Linked DNA regions of Zea mays: region 2 is linked to region 1. A link is a contact called in public Hi-C data. All regions are on one chromosome and are shown on one strand. Each heading gives the region's core, a stretch centred on a gene start, on an enhancer-like site or on the middle of the called end of the contact. The rest is flanking DNA. Distances are from core to core; before and after follow the strand shown.

Region 1 (2,700 bases), core at 134-2,633:
CATGCAGGATCACGTGGCAGGAAACCAAAAAGGATAACATATCTTCGTCAGGAATTCAGGATTATGGGTTCTGCTGGAGCCTAAACTTTCTGCTCACGGATCTCGTGAGCAGATCACATGCCGAGTCGGCAGGAAGAGGGAAGCGCCACTGTCTGTAAGGAGAAAAAGGATCGACTTTTTTCTTCTTCAGTACGCTATATATGCAGGGTGGCGGATGGTGAACTTGTGCTTCTCCGTGGCTCAAGTCACGGGGACCTTGCGTTCGAGTCCACATCAACTACTGTGTCTAGTGGAAGCGTTTTATTCAGTTCAGCTAAAAAACCGTGAAGGCGTCAGAACTTTTCTGAAGATCAGATCAGCTCCAGCTCAGAATCAGATACCAACATGCGGCTTCTGATTGTAGTACTGATCTTCTATGTGCATTTCGTTTCGTGTAATCCACATACGGTTAAACAAGTACTCTAAAAACTAACGTCAGGTAATTTACGTTTAATCGAAAGAATGCACTGGTGATGGTGAAGCCAGAAAGTGCTAGAGAAAGAGACGACGAAGACACGTACGTGACTGAATCACCGACGTTGCCGCCGCACTGGTGGAAGGACATGACGGCCTGGACCTTGAGCCCGGTCTTCTTGGCCATCTCCATGAGCTCCATGTACCCGTTGAAGTTGTACTGCCCGGGCCCGTCGGCCTCGGCGATGCCCCACCAGACGTCCACCATGATGCCCTCCACCCCGGCGCTCTTGAGCGCCGCCAGGCTGGCCTCCACGGCCTTGCGCCGGTTGAGCGAGTTGCCGTCCTTGCGCACGGTGTCGAGCGGCATCATGACGAAGACGGGCACCCCGGCCCTGCTCCGGAGCTCGGCGGCCACGTCGGCGTGCTCCGCCTCGGGCGCGGCCTCCACCAGCGCCTGGCACGCCATGGCGAGGTCCGGCTTCACCGCGTCGGGCGCCTGCGCGGGGGCCGGGTCCACCGTCATCGTCTGCAGCTGGAGCGCCGGAGCGGGGGCGGGCGCCGACGCGGGCGGCGGCGCCACGGTGGCCGCCGCGGCGACGACGGCCGAGCGTGGCGCCGTGGCCGCCGCCGCGACGACGGCCGCGCGTGGCGCCGCCGGTGCCGCCGCCACGGCCGCGCCGGTCTGGTGGGACAGGTTGAGCGCCATCATTCACAGCGGTTGGCTGGATCGGATTGGACACGAATGGAAAACGAGATCAGACGACCAAGCAGAAGAAGAAGAAGGCTGGTTGGAACGAGCGATGGATCTTGGCCTTGGGTGTCTGGAAATGGATTCGGTCCGGGACCCTGGGACTCCCGCTGCTGCGATGCGACGGCGACGGCGACGGCGATTTGGTCTGGGGATTCGGTTATTATTACGGGGGAAGCGAAGGGGAGCCCCGTGCCGCGGGGTTAAATAGGGCTGGCGGACACGGGCGCCCGCGCGACGTGGCGCGCGGTGCGCCGGTGAATGGAACGTGAGGCGGTGGCGGGAGGTGGGGGCGAGCGGAGGCCGGAGAGGCAGCAGAAAATATGGATGGGGGACATGGGCGGGCGGGGCTCCCGCGGACGCGTGAACCGGCCTCGAAGCGTCGTGGGTGGACGGCGACGTGTTCTGGAGGGGACGGCGCGCTGGGCCACGTCGCGGTCCAGCATGGAGATAGGGTTGCTGGATGCGCGACGCGTGTCCCCCTTAAGTCCTTGACAGGACATGGTACGGTTTGGAGTTTGGACGGTGCTGGCTGTGTGTGTGTGACCCACACACTCCTAGTGCTGTGTACTCCGTGCGCTTGAGATGCCGCGGAGCTCTAAAATTGGTCGAAAACTCGGTGTTTTCCGTGACTACGTTTGCGTGCGTGGTCATCATTGTCACGCTATTTCATTTTTTTACTCCTACAATTCCTCTGGTGAAAACCATCTTAGAGCAATTCCATTGGTTCTCTAAAATACTTCTTAAATCAATAATTTAGGTAGCTAACATAAAACTTATTTCCAATAGTTCTCTAAATTAACTTCTAAATTTAGCAACTTCTCATCTAACCTCATTTCCTCTCTACATTTGGCAACCATTTAGCAACTCTCTAAACAAAAATGTTGACAGCATTATGTAGGTAATGAAGATAATTGCTGATATTTGTGACTTATTTTTTAATGTGGATATATACAAAACAAAACTACAACATATATTTAGAGAATTATTGGAGAACTCACATTTATTTACTCCCAAAGTTATTTATGAACTTCTTAAATATGTGATTAATAGAGCTAAAATTTATATAACTATTAGAGTTGCTCTTAGGCCTCGTTTGGTTTGGGGTGACTAAAGTTTAGTCACTTTTAATCTCTAAGAATCAAACTTGGTGACTAAAGTGGGGTGACTAAACTTTAGTTCTTTAGTCACTAAGGGGGTGACTAAAAGGGACTAAAGTAGTATTTTTACATTATTTGTCCTCTCCACTTTCTTCTTATAGCAAAGATCTATTAATTAATAGGGGTAAAATAGTCATTATTCACAGCAATTAATGCTCTTTAGTCCGATTTAGTTACTGAAACCAAACGGTATATTTTAGCGACTAAATTTCTAGTGACTAAGGCAACCAAACAGAACCTTGAACACTCTCTGCGCTCTTTTGTATTTATCGTGTTTTAGCTTAAAAATAAACAAACGAATACTTTACATAAAACCGTCCACAATTAAAATCACGC
Region 2 (2,700 bases), core at 145-2,644, 220 kb before region 1:
CAGGTCCATATACTCCGGAATTTGGTAATACTTGTAACATCAACCTCTCCTATGCATATTGTGCCCTTAGCAAAATCCCCTCCTGCGAAGGAGTTGCTGAAGAAAGTTAGTAAGGAATTCTGGAAAGCATTTTATTTATCTGGTAAAACAATGCATAGTGAACATTGGTACATGCATATATTATTGTTGGAAAACTAGGAACAAGGTTCCAGTATTCAGCACGTGACAACACAAGAACAAGGTTCTGAGTTGCCTGTACAAGATAAGTTAATTACAGATATTGCCTCCTGCAAATAAGCAAACAGGCAGATACTAGTGTTTCCTATACAGTTAATCAGTGACAGTATGATTTAAAAATTTACCCTGACCCCTGACCCCTGCCCCCCTCTACTCTCTCCCTTCCAAAATGTTTTGGATTGAACTGGAAGGTCCATGTAACTTAATATGCTATTAGAGGAGTCTCGAGTTCGAATCTTGGTTAGCATAATTAAAATAAAACAATTGTGGCTCGATCCGTTTAAATTTTTGGTTAAAGTAGATGGTGCATGCAATTTAATATTTAACTTTGTCGGGAGTACCATGTAAATTATCACTTGAAAGTAAAGCAGAGTGGTAGGTAGTAGACGAACTGCTTCATCTTATTCAGTCATTCCAAAACCGAACTGTTAAAAAAATGCTCGTGGATCAAAGAAACCCATGGTTAAAGCAGGCGAAGTACCGCACTGAAATCGCAGAATCGAGGGCAAACGAGACGGCAAGAGGTTGTTACAACTTACAATACAAGTATCCAACACTCAGATCAGAAGAATTTAAAGCAACGACCGATCCCAGTGCCGGTCACCACAGAAAAAGTAGCATACAGCGGAAACGAACGAACAAGGTGACTATCAACGAACTGTAACAAATCTACCAATAATTGATACTGATACGACTCAACCGCGAACTGGTTCCACAGTCAATCAGCACGAACAACAAATGAAAAGCCAGCAAAGGAAAGGCGCTGGGGGAGAGAGAGAAGAGCCCCAAACCTTGCGGCCACTCGGGCAAGGGCGCCGGCAGCTGGAAGGGCTCGGGAGGCCGGAGCTCGCCGCCTCCGGCTTTGGATCGGCCGCAGAAGAGCCAGTTCCACCCGCCCATCGCCGGCTCCTTCCTTCCTTCCGCTCTCTCAGTCCAGCCCGCGGCACCCTCTTATTTTCTAAACCGAAAGCTCTCTCCCTCCTACAGGCATACCTTATCAGTCCATCACCACAGGTCTGGTCAAACCGGCGGCGGCTGGCTCGTCGTCGCCCCCCAGCTCCGGTCTAGCGTGAGGGGATGCTCCACTTGGTTGAGGAGTGGATACGCGCACGCCCCCGCTTCCGCGGGGTCGATGGTGACGCCGAGGGAGTCCCTCTCGAGAGGAAGGGAGGAGGGAGCAAGCTCCGCTGTGGGACCGGGCATCTCCTCTTGGAAAAGGTCGCCGCTGGCCCACCCGCCTTTGTTCCGTTCAGCCTTTTTGGGACGAGTTCGGTGAGAAGTGAGAACATGCTCTTCCGTGCCGTGCAAGGGACTCCATGTGTGGCGTGGCCCAACGGAAAGGAGATTTTTAGCTAGCCGGCGTCGGCTTCCATCAGAACTATAGGTGTTCAGCGGGCCGGGCCGGCGGCCCGAGCATGAGGTAGGCACGACCCGCATAGTTTCGGGCCAGCACGGCACACTGCTTGTCGTGTTGGGTTGATCTAAATTTCGTGTCTAGCCTACGGCCCGAGCACAAACCTGTTGACCGTTTTCGAGCTGGATTGGTTTAAGTTGGCAGTTTGACACGCTCACAATAACGTACCAGACTAACTCGTGGTCTGGTTGCACCAAAAATCGTTAAAATAGACATAAACTAGATTAAAATTCAAAAAACAACAAAAAAGCAAAACATGATAAATTAAAGGTTTAAGAGCTGTGTGCAATGCTGCCTCATTAAAAATCTTTTTGAGTAACCCCAGAAAGAAAAAACTGAGTAACATAACTCTTAATCCTTTTATAAGCTATAACTAGCTAGTTGTCCGTGCTTTGCTACAGTTTTTATATAACATATAAATAGGTATTAAGATATTTATTCAAATATAATTATTTTTTATTTCTAAACACTAAACTACATGTGGTTTGGTGGTTAGCCCCAAATTTTCGGAGCTGGGGGTCTGGGCTCGAGTGCTCGCTCTACACTTTTTTTGCGTGGTGTGATAGCTATGTGGGTGCGGTCAGGTGCTGAGCAGGTGCAGACGCTGGCTGTGTGGGCGCTGGGATCCACAGGGCAGTAGCTGAGAGAGGGGTGGAAGAACCAGTCAGAGAACGTGGGGCGGGCCTAGAGTGTCAGTGTGTCCACAGGGTAGTAGCTGAGAGAGGGACGTGAGAACCAGTCGAGCGCATGGGACGGGCCCAGAGTGTCAGCGTGGAGGGTGAAGCTGTGGTAGCACCATGTGCCCACATTAGGTTCTTAATAGAGTAGTATAGATAAATAGGTATTGAGATATTTATAAACACTAAGGTATTTGTGGTCTGGTGGTTACCCGTAAATGTTTGGAGCAAGGTGGTGTGGGTTTGAGTGCTCGCTTTGTACTATTTTTAGCACGGTGTGGTAGCGCGGAGGGTGAAGTCGGTATCACCAGGTGCCCACATTAGGTTCTTAATAGATTAGTATAAATATAGATTATAATATTGTTCAAAGTT

What was found. A called contact is a pair of places that touch in the nucleus more often than the background predicts.
Region 2: a contact with region 1 is called in a Hi-C map of endosperm, with 2.5 times the contacts expected there. The contact joins the promoter of LOC100278579 here to the promoter of LOC100281767 in region 1. A contact is called at or near these places in 6 of 25 Hi-C or Micro-C datasets (bundle sheath, ear, endosperm and 2 more).

Annotation. Positions count from the first base shown.
Region 1 is chr1:9,054,056-9,056,755 of Zm-B73-REFERENCE-NAM-5.0, reverse strand. It overlaps LOC100281767, which reads right to left and starts at 1,383. Exons shown (of 3, transcript NM_001154687.2): 1 at 561-1,383. The coding sequence starts at 1,165.
Region 2 is chr1:9,276,037-9,278,736 of Zm-B73-REFERENCE-NAM-5.0, reverse strand. LOC100278579 reads right to left here and starts at 1,394. Exons shown (of 2, transcript NM_001151811.2): 1 at 1,029-1,394; 2 at 1-82. The coding sequence starts at 1,137.